2 separate regions of the Danio rerio genome follow, and region 1 is linked to region 2. Evidence: chromatin contacts called from public Micro-C data. All regions are on one chromosome and are shown on one strand. The core of a region is the stretch at or near the end of the contact, and the rest is flanking DNA. Distances in the headings are between cores, read along the strand shown.

Evidence for each region. Hi-C and Micro-C count contacts between places; a contact is called where the count stands out from the background.
Region 1: a Micro-C map of caudal fin shows a contact between it and region 2, with 4 times the contacts expected there. The contact joins the promoter of anp32b here to the promoter of mtap in region 2. A contact is called at or near these places in 1 of 18 Hi-C or Micro-C datasets (caudal fin) and 1 of 4 datasets of contacts at active chromatin or transcription factors (embryo).

The regions. Positions count from the first base shown.
Region 1 is chr1:28,301,218-28,308,763 of GRCz12tu, reverse strand. anp32b (acidic (leucine-rich) nuclear phosphoprotein 32 family, member B) reads left to right here and starts at 5,842. Exons shown (of 7, transcript NM_212603.2): 1 at 5,842-6,062. The coding sequence starts at 6,009. It overlaps hemgn (hemogen), which reads right to left and starts at 7,439. Exons shown (of 5, transcript XM_700557.9): 1 at 2,715-7,439; 2 at 2,547-2,613; 3 at 1,630-1,720; 4 at 1,151-1,473; 5 at 600-1,058. The coding sequence starts at 2,604. The coding sequence ends at 934.
Region 2 is chr1:27,753,766-27,760,288 of GRCz12tu, reverse strand. mtap (methylthioadenosine phosphorylase) reads right to left here and starts at 1,703. Exons shown (of 8, transcript NM_200554.1): 1 at 1,635-1,703. The coding sequence starts at 1,658. It overlaps toporsa (topoisomerase I binding, arginine/serine-rich a), which reads right to left. Exons shown (of 3, transcript NM_001305555.1): 3 at 2,766-6,085. The coding sequence starts at 6,082. The coding sequence ends at 3,083. All of the region lies in intron 3 of LOC137490010, which reads right to left.

The DNA.
Region 1 (7,546 bases), core at 4,593-7,092, 540 kb before region 2:
AGTTTGGAAGTTGGAGTTTACAGAAAAACTTCATTTGGTCTTGGCTGGATAAATGGTTAATGTTATTATAATAATATTAATATTTGGACTACAAACAACACAAAACTTTAAAAAATGCCATTAAACATTCCATCAACACTATCATAGGTTTAGAAAGAGATGAGGATGACAGAATTTTGTGATGACAGAATTTGAAGTGATAACAGAATTTGTATACATAGGTAAACTATCCCTTTATTTCATCTTATTGGTGACAATTGTGTATTCTTCTTTGAGTAGCAACAGAAAATTACAAAAATCCATCATTATTAATTTAAATAATATTTTTTGTTATTTACATTATTGCCTACTTTCTCTAAAAAGTGTTCCTGCATTTAAAAAAGGGTTTAAAACTATTACCTAGATTTTTTTTTGTAAATCATAATATTTGTTTTCTTCTTTATATAAACTGTGTATTGTTGTAATTATTATGATTATTAAATGCATTTGAGATTATGCTGAATAAGTTTTTAGTGAATTACTGAATTTCTTAACCACAAATGTAAATGAAATTGATTCTTGTCGGAGAACGGTTTTGTAAACCAGTAATGAAATTACTGTAGACAAAGACGGTCATTTATTGTAAAATAGTCAGTTGTACAAACACAATCTAAACAAAGATTTGTCATGGAGGCAAAATATTACTTTGCAATTTACAATCACTAGGGGGCACAAAAGTACCTTAATGTAACAACTAACAAACAATTCTTTCTTAATATATCTAGTTAATGTTTGTATTTGACTGGAAGTAATAACGAGTGGCATATGTACATGAAAACATTAAGGATTTGAATAAATATACATTTGTTATTGTTTCAGGTTTTAAAATCCCTTGAGATAAAATGTATTAAATGAGTTAGCCACAATCCTATTGTTTCCATAGTAAGGAGGTGCTCAGAAAAGTAAATTTTCAGTAAGGCTTAGGTTATCTGGTTGAGAAGAATCAGGTGCTGGAGCAAACATTGGAATTGCAATTGAGCTCTGTTCAGGCACATCATTATATGGCTTCTCGTCGTCTCCTAAAAATACACAATGGACAATCATTTGTTCTGATGTGAATCACCCAGAAATTATTGGAGATCATTCATGAACAAGACGTTTCAGCAAATACCTGTATCGATAACCAGGTTTTTTTGAGGCATATCTTCCTCCTCATCTGGCCCCAGATCCTCAATCAAAAACTCCTCTTGAGGTTTTTCACTTATTGCTTCTTCAGGCACCAGTTCTTGTTGTGGCTCAACTGGTTGCAAAGGCTCTATCTCTGCTATTGTGGGCAATTCAGGTTCTGTGACAGGAATTGTGATGGGAGAAGGATCCACTTCCTGAGCCAGACCAAGGTCTTCTGCAATAACTATTGGTTCTTTTCTTGGTCGACCTTTCCTTCCAGGAGTGCCAGTAGTGGTCCTCTTTTTGACTCTTTTAATGCTCTGTGCCCTGCGGTCAATGTTAGGAGACATTATTTGAATGACTACACCACATATATGCATGGTGCATCACAGTATCACAATGTGATATGAATTGAAAAGTAAATAATCATGGCTCAGTAGCCCTTCCAGTTCTTTTATTGGCCTCGTTTAACACTATCTTTACCCATAAACCCACTGGTTGGTTGCTTTTTCTTCTGCCTCTGCTTTTCGTTTCTTCAAAAGATCTCTGTCTCTGAGTCGCCGCCGAATTCCTCCTAGCAAACAAACAAATCACTCAGCCCTTTGCTGGTTTGCAGTTCCCTTTGTAGCATTAGCAAAGCTAGTTCAACAAATAATACACCAGTGGAAAAATGCATGTTTCACACAAAATGTAGATTTTTAATGTGTGTGTGTGTGTGTGTGTGTGTGTGTGTGTGTGTGTATTAGGCATGGGACAATAACTGTTTTAAGTTAAACCACGGTTTGGAAAAGTCAAGGATTTGAAACCGACAAAATTTTCTGCAATACTGCTCATGCAGTATCTCCAGTAGAGAAGATATCCAAAAATGCTGTTTTAAATAATAATAAAATCTGTGTTTTTGAAACTAACGAACACAGCAGAAGTCAATGATTGATTGGAATTATTTAGCCTGACATGTTTATTTTTACAAAATATTATAAACGTTTCTCAAAATAAAATATACTGTTTTCAAAAGGGAAAAAAAGTTGTTGTGTTTTTACCGAGACATTAAAAAAGAATATATTTTAGAGCAGTAATCACAATATAGTGATATTATTTTCTGAGGTTATCATACCATCAGAATCTTATATCGGCCCATGCCTAGTGTCAGGATCTATTTTAAATAACATTTCGAATATGTTATTATTGCAATTGACAAAAAAATAAACTACATGTACTACATACAAATGAAACTATAAGACTCTCTTACAAATTGTAAAACTACTCATAAAAGGTTTTATCCATTGTGGTTTCCTCAACTGTCAACTTTACACAAACTGTAATAAAATAATTTAATAAACTAAGGTTAAGCTGATCTTAAAAAGTGATTGATGTTTAATGCTAAGGTTTAAAAATCTTACCTTCATCTGAATCTTTTATTTCAGTTGGTGGGATCTCTTTCTCCAACGGGTCTTCCATTTTGTAGTCCTGTCACATGAATATAAGGAATTGAAATGACAGTGCTGAAAAAGAAAACTGCCCGCTTACATTCATGCCGCTAAGAGAATAATTATCTGGTTAAACATTACCGTGGTGCTGGGAGAGTTCTTGCAGTTGTGCTCTTATCTTATTTGCAAAGGTGGAGGACTTGGCACAATACTCACAGAAGAAAGTGAAAAAAGGAGGTCATGGTGCCGGCTGCCTGTACATTTATCTGACTGTTTGTATGTCGTCACGAGAGATGGCCGCTATTCTTGACTTGGTCAAGGGCCGTTAGCAAACATGTAACTAAATGATCGGCAGAAAATAAAATCACTAAAGGTTAGCATTGGGTCAAAATAATCAAGATTCTAATATTGAAATATTATAACAAATCATAAAGTTCTGTGTGTGACTGTGATAAAAAGTCATTTATATATCACAGGAGTTCAGTAGGGTTTTCCTGATTAGGTTTTTTAAAAGTGGACAGTTACTGTTGACCCTAAAATCAAAAGTCCAGAGTAAACAACAAGCGAGCCAAATGCCAATTCACAGGTTTTGATTTTACCATGGTCATAGATTTATTTATTTATATACTTTGTTCTTTGACAGTTCTGTGTGTAGACCCCCATATGTAAGTTGTCCACCATAATGGAACCAACCTGTGACCACTCAAAATACAAATTGATACTGTGTATCTGTAATAGACTTGAGCAGAGGATTTTGCTGAATTAAAACAAAACATGGTGGTAACTTACAACAAAAGTATATATATAAATTTTTTTTTGTTTTGTTTTTGTTTTCATACAAATAGATGCTGTGCAATGTTGAGACGTCTTAGAAAATATAACTCAATGTAGAAATCAAACTTTCAATCACATAATGTTTGAGTAAGAGCTATAATTGAATTTGACCTTTTCGCAATAGTATTTTTCTGAGTAGTAAAAAATAGTTTTGGAAGCAATGTTATTGCCATCTGTTATAAATAAAATTTGTTGCATACAGAAATACTGTCCCACAACATAATGGAATAGTAACATCTCCATGCACACTCCAGCATAATGAAACAGTCGGTCATCAAAGTACTCTTACTGTTTTTACAATATCGAAGAATTGACGATTAATATAAACTGTATTTCACTTTAGTGCAATAAGAAAGTACTGATTTCAGAAATAGCTGCTGGTTTTGGCTGTAAGTGAGAACACTTGATGTCTGGACACATCAAGAGCTCTAGAGTAGCTGAGTGTGCCATATATGTAAGCATATCTATGGCCAGAATATTTCAGGTAAAATTGATTAACATTAAAGTTTTCTATAGGATAATCATTTCAGGGAATGTTCTCTGAATGAACATTCTTCTAACATTGTCCTGTACACATCAATATTTATTTGTTGACAATTAAAAAATTCAACAACAATAAATCTGTTTTAAAAGCGAATTTCAAAAGGCTAACATTAAAGTTGTGTCTGCATTCTGAATTTCCATGTTATTTGAATACTCAAAAGTGTAGTAAAAGTCCTGCTCTTGCCATAACTATGTTATCGCAGTCCCTCACATTCTGGGCGTGTTCACAATCATGTCAAAACACATTGAGATTGGGACTGCTCTCCCGCCATGTAGATAGACAGTGCTACACTTAATGAAAGAAATATTCATCATTATTTGTAAATTAAATTGTTTATTTTATTCTAAATAACTCCATTACTTTCTATTGAATTTTATAAAAGTTATATGCTAGCTCTTATCTTCCAGTGCTGTAATGTGGTTATCTCATCATCCAAAATAACACTAACACCGAACAGCATTTTAATAGCAAGGCGCCTGCAGAACAGTTGAAACCTCTGTGTGGGATATCGCATTATTCTTTGAGAAGAAAAAGCCTCCAGTTCTTTGTAGAATGAAGTAAATGTTCAAAGATTGCTGTAGTCAGAAAAGTCATGGAAGGGGTTTGATTTTTGAAACTGGTTCTGTTTTGCTGTTTATTTTGAGTTTTTTTTTTTTTTTTATCCTGGAGCACTGGAGTAAAGAACAATGTTTGGAAACTGTACAAAACAGGCTCATTCTTTGGCCATTTTACAACTGTGTAGATTATTGGACTTAATAATAAAACAGTTGACACTACAATTACAAATCTCTTATCATGTTGCCATACAAGGCATGCTAAAACTGGGTTAGGGGTTCTCATAATTCTGTACATTTGTGGTATTTATGCTTTCAAATTTCTAAATGTCTCATTTCTGGATGTGATTTTATCAGTTTTTGTACAGTTTTTTTATTTTTTTGTACAGCTTGCTCATATGTTTCCCCTAAATATTACATAAATGTTCAGTTTTTAACAATGGAGTTGCTGTTGTTTTTTTTAAGCCATATTTTGCTTATGCTTGAAGTTGGTCCATTGTTATATTTTTTTTCTCACCATACTGAAGAATATGAAAGACCTGAATTATGAGACAATGTAGAGGCAAAAAAACAAGATGATGCCCTCTCCTGGCAACTTGTTGAAGATTCCAAGTTTCTTTGGAACAATAAAATCATGATATTCAGTTTGACTCAGTATATAACAGTAAATAAAGTACATAATTATATTTAAAATAATAAAATCATAAAACACAAAGATTACTTTAGAAGACTTTAAACTCTTTAAAAAACTAAGAGTTATACTTAGTGATATACCTTTGATTTCCAGAACACGATTTATTGTTAATGTGTGATTAAAGATTCTGAATTAAGTATTAAAATATGTATTTAAATGTGTATATGGCTGATGGAGGGAGAGTCTTCTTTTTAACAATAATTATTTCTTTAGTAAAACTTAACATTAATATTAAAATAAATTATTGGCTGACTGAAATTTAATGACAGTGTCACATTATAACGCATGATTTATTTTAATGATTGATTTATTTTAATGTGCACACTTTAACCACACAAAGAAGTTATTTCAACCCTCAGTCTTTCAAAAAAGTCAGAGTTCAGTGTATGACTTATTCAAGGTTTCTAAAAAAGGTAAAATGTACAGCACAACTTTTTTTTATTCTTAATACAATAAATGACATCAAATAAAACTGTAAGTAATCTTTACAACCAATAACAGTATGAAGTAATAATAGTGCAAAGAATCAAATTGAGACAATCTTTTCATGTCACACTGTAATGCAGCAGTGTTTGATCTTATACTCGACTGCAGTGGGGGCGCTTGGCCAGAGATGGCGCTATTGAGTATATATTAGTTTCAGCGCCGTTTCCCTCCATGGTTTCTGCTCTCCCAGAGTAACTTGGCGCTGGGCTCAGATCATTATACAGTCCCATATTCTCCCTCCATTAGGCATCTTTCTACCTTTTGGGCTGAACAGAAATTCCTCCAGAACCCAAGAGGGAAGAGTCCAACTTTTAAGGGGCGAAATGGACATGAAAAAGAGGATTCATTTGGAGCTGAGGAACAGGACACCATCTGATGTGAGTAATTTTGAGGCAAACCTTTAGTTTTGTGCTCAGCCATGCTAGCCTTGCTACTTTCTACTTCCACGGATTTGTGTGTAGTTTAATGGTAAGCACATGGGTGTAATGCCCCTGGTACAGAGTTAAATGAGAAAGTGCTGCGCGTACATCTACTGCATTAATGTTTATTCGTATCATTTTGTTATGAAAGGAACCAGGCTGAGTAAGGTACACTCAGCAACGTTACTTAGTTTGGAAAGCTGAATGAAGGCATTATTGCAGTATTCTAAGCCCCACACGCTGGATACGTTACGTGTATTCTTTTTAAACTTCATATCTGCTTATTTTAACCTCGGCGTGGTAGGATGTGGATGGGATGGTTTATTTCGCCGCGGTGGCCATGTTTGTTGCTAACATGAGGCGCCCTTTATTACAGGCACTTAAAAGCTAAAGCAATAAATCAGATATTCTGTGAAGATAACCATACGCTAACAAATTTTCGTAAATACGGTAACATTTCGGTCTTAATCGCTCTACGGCGTATGTATTCTTTCAACTAAAAATAAAAATATCAGGAAAGGCAATTAAAAAATAAAGTTAAATGTGTAGTCTGACTAACATGCAGTCGCGATATGAATTGTATTCTAAAGGGTAACATGGTTGTCGATTATATGAATTAACAAATTTTTTTTGAAAAGTTTAGTTTTTCTGACTGACTAGAGATGCTCTAAAGTAACCTTAAAACGTGCAACATGAACGCATGTATTACTCATTAAAAAGCTCGTGTTGGGTTTTATTCGTTAAATTGTTACTCGCTGTTGCGAGACGCCGATTCCCGCCATTACTTCCCACGCGCCACTACCGATCACGCTAACCATTATATTAGATAAATGATCGCTTTGATTGTTTTTAAACGTCTAAATGATCTACAGTATAAAATAACACTTGTAGAGACCAAAACAGCGACTGAGGAAAAAGAAGCTAACGTTACGTTACATGTGCTAACTTGATATGACAAACCGGTACAAATGTTTGGTCAGTTCTAAAATCCACCAAACATCGCGTAAAATATTGTCCTGATAGCCGGAAGCTTATAGTACGTTTTTCGAACGCAGCGTTTGATTTTTGTTTAATGTGTTGTTTTTTCAGCAACACAAGCTATCCAAGGAGGCGCCATGTTGTCATGAGAGAAAGAAACTCTCCATTTTTGTCTCACTAATTTCCGCTCTGTCTTCGTCTTTCGCTGTAGGAATACGCCATCGACATATCGCTTCCATCTTACACGAGCTCCTAAATGCCCTCCATTTGTTGTTTGTCAAACGAAATTAAACAAAACACGGCGGTGTCTTTCGGATATATGTCCATGTTGTCTGGCTGTCGGCGTGTAATCTGCTGTTTTCTCATTGGCGACTCGCTGCGACAGTCTGAGCCATAGGGCCATACAACAACAGCAGCAGCAGCAACCGCTTAACAAACAGCCTTCAGTGGTTTTCATTTTAGTT
Region 2 (6,523 bases), core at 454-2,953:
ATGTGTTGACATCAGAACCCAATGTCAGGCTGACTTCAATGTCCAATGACCAATCTAAATTCAACCAAACATCAACGTCTAATGATGTTACAGCTTGACATTTTGTAGACAATACCCCTATGATCTCTATCAGACGTTGGATTTTGGTTGCCATACCTGACAAATAAATGTTAGTATTTGATGTCAATATTACATTGGTTTAAGATATTGGCTCAGCGTTGGATTTTGGTCACTTTTTTAACACAATCTAAAATCAACCAAATATCGACGTCATCTGATGTCATTATTGGACAACAAAATAACGTTGTCCTTAGACACTGGAAAGATGTTGAATTTTGGTGTCCTGTCATCACAATCAAATTTAAAATAATATTAGCAACTTATGAAGTTGTGTGCCTGCTGGGCAATAACTAAATGCACAACAGAATGTTACGTTTAAACACATTCACAAATTAGATGTAAATGCATCAGCTTTTTGCACCGTAATACTCACTACTCTTGAGTACTTTTGAAAGGTCTACTTTTTACTCATACTTTAAAAAATATAAAAACAGATACTTTTACTCTATTTGCACTACATTTTTAGGCAAGTAATGGTAATTTTACATAAGTATTTTTTTCAGTACTCTTTTCACCACTGGAAATAACTAAACAGTGGTCTTAAATTTTCTCAAGTCAAGGGTTGGAGCCAGAATATGGAAACTGCTTACATTCTAGCTTAAAAAGCAGACATCATGGACATTACCAACAGTTGACGTAAGGAAGTCAACTGTTGAATATTGTATTTGTGGCATTATTTTGTGGATTTTATAGATGGTGCTATTTTCCATGTGGAAAAAATCAGCATACTGGTTAGGCAGGTTTTGACACATGGCTGCTGGTTTAAGATAGCTTTTGCTAATTATGAGCTGGTTAAAACCAGAAAAGAATCAGCTAATGACCAGCAAGAACCAGCTTAAACCCACTAATGACCATAAAGAACTAACTGAAACAAGCAATAACCTGCCTTAACTAGCTGATGACAACTATTAACCAATTTTAATCAGCAGCCACGAGTTAAAAAAAAAATACATTTTTTGGTCAAAGTTGTTGATAAAACTTTTAAGTTTTACACTTCTATAAAAATCATTCTCCTCTCACTCACGTGAAACGTAATTTTATTTTACATGTGCAGCACCAACAAATACTTGTGCCCATTTAAGCCTTAAATACTTCATGACTAACGTTAGTTTCTTTTTGTTGTTATTTCGTGTGTCTTTTACCTACCTATAATATTACAATTTAATATAACGTTAACCCTTCCCATGTAGACACGAGGTACTCTCTAGCATTATTAGCTAGCATCATTGCTTCTCCATCAACCAGGAAATTGTTTGGCAGTGATCCGTGTGGTGGTACCTGGTTATTCTCTTCATGCTAAATAAAATGCGAAACTGAAAACTGGCATTAAAATATTAGAAAAGCTTTATATTTTGACGAATACAGTAGACTGATTTACAGCATAATGTTCATTCCAGGACCCAAGTGATCCAACATTTGGTAAGTTCACGTTAAAACGCGGAAGTATCCCATTTTTAAACTATTTTCTCACATATATCTTGTGTTGTATTTCATGATGACACTGTTCAAATTACCTTTACGTGACTGTTTGATGTCATTTTCTTCAAAGTGCAGAAAAATACCAAGAGAGCTTTCTACTTCTTTCTTGGGTGTCGCTGCGCAAACGAAGAAAGTGCATTAGCGCCCCCTAATGTGGAGTAACTTACAAACAATCAAAACTACAGACGGTATCAAGTTAGATGTAAACTAGGATCAGGGACATTCTGTGCATGGGAATTGGGAACACAATAATAATAAATACAAAAAAAAATGATGTTTTCACCATCGAGAAAATACATGTATTTGAAAAATTATGTGTTAGATCTCTGCATTTTTTCATATTATTGTAGATACTGTAGCCTACAGTTAAATGTCACAGTCTTAAATTTCTTTTATACTTTTTGCAACAAATCACATTGGATGAACTTTTTCTTCGACATTTTACATGATGTACATTATTAAAATATTAAAAAGAAAATATTCTGTCAATCTTGTCAATATACAGCTATAGGGAAGAAAATTAGGAGACCACTTGAATATTCTTTTTTTTTCTGTATTTGCAAATTACAGATATAAATTTGAGTGTTTTATCTTTATCTTATTTACCCAAAGATGTTAACTTTTACAATCAAATTTTGTATTTATCTTTAGACAACACCATAGGCTACTAATGTTTTGACTTCAGTAGAGCCAAGAAATCAATATTTAGTGAAGCCAATCACAACAAATGAAAAACAAATATATTCTGAAAAATAATCACTTTCTAAATAAACACTTTACAATAAACTGCCACTAGTTAATGTATTTACTAGCATCAACCAATGAACACGTTTAAATAATTTATTAATCAAGTTAAGGTTAGTTTACATTTACTAATGCTTTATTAAAATCAAAAGCTGCTTTTTATGTGGAATAATTGTTAACAGATCATCAAAAAAAATCTTAATATTTTACTTAAACCCATAACTACTTAATCCGTTAAATCTTGAAGTGGTGTCTTAATTTTTTCCCAATATATTCCCAATCTGTATATTGATTCAGTATTAAAATATAATAATAATAAATGTAAATATAATGTTTACATTTTATAAATGAGAAAAAACAATTGACCAAATTAGTGATAACAAAAATAGATCATTACAGAAAGCAATGAGCAAGTCAATACATTTAGATTAGCCTTTTCAATTTATTTGAAACAATCAAATAAAAAACGAACAGTTTAAAAATTGGTGACTTTGAACCTGCTTGCAGGTTTGAAATTTTAAAATCTGTAATGTACATGTACATACATTCTCTAAAAATTTTGTATTCAAAAAAAGAAATCAAATCATAATCATCACATTTAAAGTCCAACCCTTCTCTGTTTATTAAAAATAAAATGCATTTGGCCATCACACAAAAAAGAAAAGTATCTGAATTAACAAGTTGAAAAGTTCACAAAAACGTTGTGTACAAAATCATGATGGCAATGGAGTTTAGCAGACTAGGGGTAATTTCCTGCATCACCCACAGAACTATTTTCAGTTCCAGCTGTTGACTGATGCTCATTGTCTAGGAAAGCTTCTGTAGCCATGTTTGCTATTAAGACAGTAGATCTAATGGCACAAACACTGCTGGTTGAGGGTTCACTGGGGTCAGCACTTTCACCATCACTGTCAGTAGTAATTGTAATGAGAACAGGGCTGAGCTTTCTCGTCCTCTCCTTACTGTTATGTCTCTTGCTCTTCTTCTTGTGTTTCTTCTTCCTCTTGTGATGTCTCTGACTGTGGCCCTCAGATCTGTCATCTATGCTTGGACTTCTAGTTTTCCTCCTTTTAGTATGCTTCTTTTTTTTCTTTTTTCCACCTACTTCATCAGAATCGCCAACCGATTTACTAGAACTCTGCCTTGAGGGTTTCTCATGATGCTTTGTTTTGTACATCCTTTTTTTACCATATTTATCGTGGCATGATGTCTGGCGTGAGGAGCTGGAATTCATTCTAGAACTGCTCCTTGAGCGTCTTCGGTCCTGGCGGCTAGAGGTGTTTATTCTGGAACTGCTTCTTGAGCGACTTCTGACATCATTATTGGAGTAAAGGGATCTAGAAAGGCTTCTTTGATATTTTTCATCTTGACTTTTGTAGGAGCTAGACTTGATTCTAAAATTACTCCTTGAGTGACTTCTGTTCCGCTGACTGGACTGGCTTACTCTAGAACTACTCCTAGAATGATTTCTGTTCCGCCGATTTGAATAGCCTTTTCTAGAATTACTCCTTGAGAGACTTCTGTTCTGCCGACTGGACTGGCTTATTCTAGAATTACTCCTTGAGTGTCTTCTATTCCGTTGATTAAATGGGCTTGTTCTTGAATAACTCCTTGAACAACTTCTATTATGCCGATTGGATTGGCTTTTTCTAGAATTACTCCTTGAGTGTCTTCTATTCCGTTCATTAAATGGGCTTGTTCTTGAATAACTCCTTGAACAACTTCTATTATGCCGATTGGATTGGCTTTTTCTAGAATTACTCCTTGAGTGTCTTCTATTCCGTTCATTAAATGGGCTTGTTCTTGAATAACTCCTTGAACAACTTCTATTACGCCGATTGGATTGGCTTTTTCCAGAATTACTCCTTGAGTGACTTCTATTCCGTTGATTGGACCGGCTTATTCTTGAATTACTCCTTGAGCGACTCCTATTACGCCGATTCGACTGGCTTATTCTTGAATTACTCCTTGAGCGACTTCTGTCCAGAAGGTCCCTACATCTTCTTTTGCCGTGTGATCGAGAACCAAACTGATCATTTACACTTCTGTAGTAGCTTGTATAAGATGAGCTTGTTTCTGTATAAGCTTTTCTGCTGTTGTCATGACTGTAATAGCTATAAGAATGCCAATAGGATGAAGAGTGACGACTTGTTTCCTTTTCCCCTCTCTGCTTATTCTTGCTCTCTTTACACAATGGTTGCTTCTTTCTATGAGACGAAGAGTGTATCCTTTTGCTTTGTGAGGATCCTTCTCTAGATCCTGAAAAAGTATTGTCATATTTACTGTTTTTTCTAAGTTGTATGGAGGTGTCTTCAAATGAGCGTGAAGAACTTGCTGGCCCCCTCAAGGGTCTCTGTGAGGCAGTGGGTGATGCATCTGAATCTGAAATAAAACGAATGTGTTGGGGAGCTTGAGAGTTTCGTGGACTTGCATTCTGCTCAGTCTCGGAATTTTCAGAATCAGAAGAAAGCTGGACCAGTTCTGGTGTCCTCTCTGCCACGGGCTTAACATAGCCAATAATAACACAGTCCTCATCATTGCTAGAGGAATGATCCTCTTCTGGTTGAATAGTAGAAGGATTTGCTGGATGGTCCTGATGTCGTACTGCAGCAATAGGCATTACTGCTTCCCCTACACTACTATCAGAGTCTGAGTCCCTCACGTGGACGGGTAACACCTGAGAACGCTCTGAAGAGTAGGATGGTCCTGGAGTCTCATCATCCCATGCTGTTTGGCTTGAGGTCACCCTAGGAGTGGCAAAATCCTGGGCTCCTGACACTAAAGATTCGCTCTCATCCTCAGAGATGGCGATCACAGAGTTTTCCGAACTGCTACTTTCTCCTGAAGGTCTTGGCAAGTCATAAACAGCACGTTGGTCATATGCCTCCATATTGAACGGCGATCGAGCAAAGCTGAGAAACTCATGTAAGAAGTGCTCTGTGTGGGACAGTAAGAAGGGCCGAAGCTCATGTTGAACAGCCTGGTCGTCCAAGTTATGTCGAGTGATCAGAGTCATAATGATGTGCTGCACAATGTTGACCAGAGAACCATGAGCACCGTACAGAACAGTCAGTTCTCGTCTCAGCCAAGGTACAAGCCTGTGGAGGCAAGCAGGATTTCTTTTGAAGAACTCTGCTGAGGTCTCTCTCGTACGCCCACCATCCTGCACGCTTTGGACCTGCACACCTCTTCTGTACAAGGCTCGTCTGAACTTAACCACTTCTTGATCTTGAAGACTTCGCAAAGACCTACCCTCACTCTCTCTTCTCTGCCTTACTGTCAGCCTCCTGATCATGCTATGTAGATCTCTGTTGTGCCGTTGTGGAAGAGATCCTCTCAGACCCTCAAATATGATCCCATGGTCGGGAGGAGGAGACGTTCGCCTCTGTACTGGTCTGCGGTCACCTGTAAGCGTGGTGCGATACCTGAATCTTTGCCCTGCCATGTTTCCAAATGAGCCATTTTCAGTTGGTCGCAGGTCAAACCTCTTGTAGTCATCTTCAGACTTAATAGTGTGATAGAATGAATTAAATGGCTGTTTGCATAAAGGGCATTCAGCTTTGTTCTTGGACCATTCATGGATGCAGCAGAAGCAGAACTTGTGAAGGCACACATCAAGATATGATATGTTTTTAAAGTGATCCAGGCAGATTGGGCATTTTGATTCTGGAGATGCTCCTTTTGAGATTGTGTTTAACACAACACCTGATGGCCGCTCCTTTATCTGTGGTGATGCCATGACCTGATAGAAGAAACATTTGAATTACTGTTAAACTACTTGAAGTGTTCTTCGGATGCAATGTAAAAGTGGCTGTTGAAAAAGTAAACATAACATTATAAATTAAAGGAATAATTTATTCATTTCAATAATTTTTATTAAGTATACACTGAAATGAGAAATGAAGTTCTGGAAAATAAAACTTAATGGAGGTTTGGGGGTTTATTTAATGGGGTCATTCATTCATTTTCTTGTCGGCTTAGTCCCTTTATTAATCCAGGGTCGCCACAGCGGAATGAACCGCCAACTTGTCCGGCAGGTTTTTACGCAGCGGATGCCCTTCCAGCCGCAACCCATCTCTAGGAAACATCCACCAGCTTGGCAGCTTTGACCAGCTAAGCCACAGCAGGGTAGTACAGTAAATTATAATTGTTATATTTGTCATTAGCGGGTGGCGTGGTG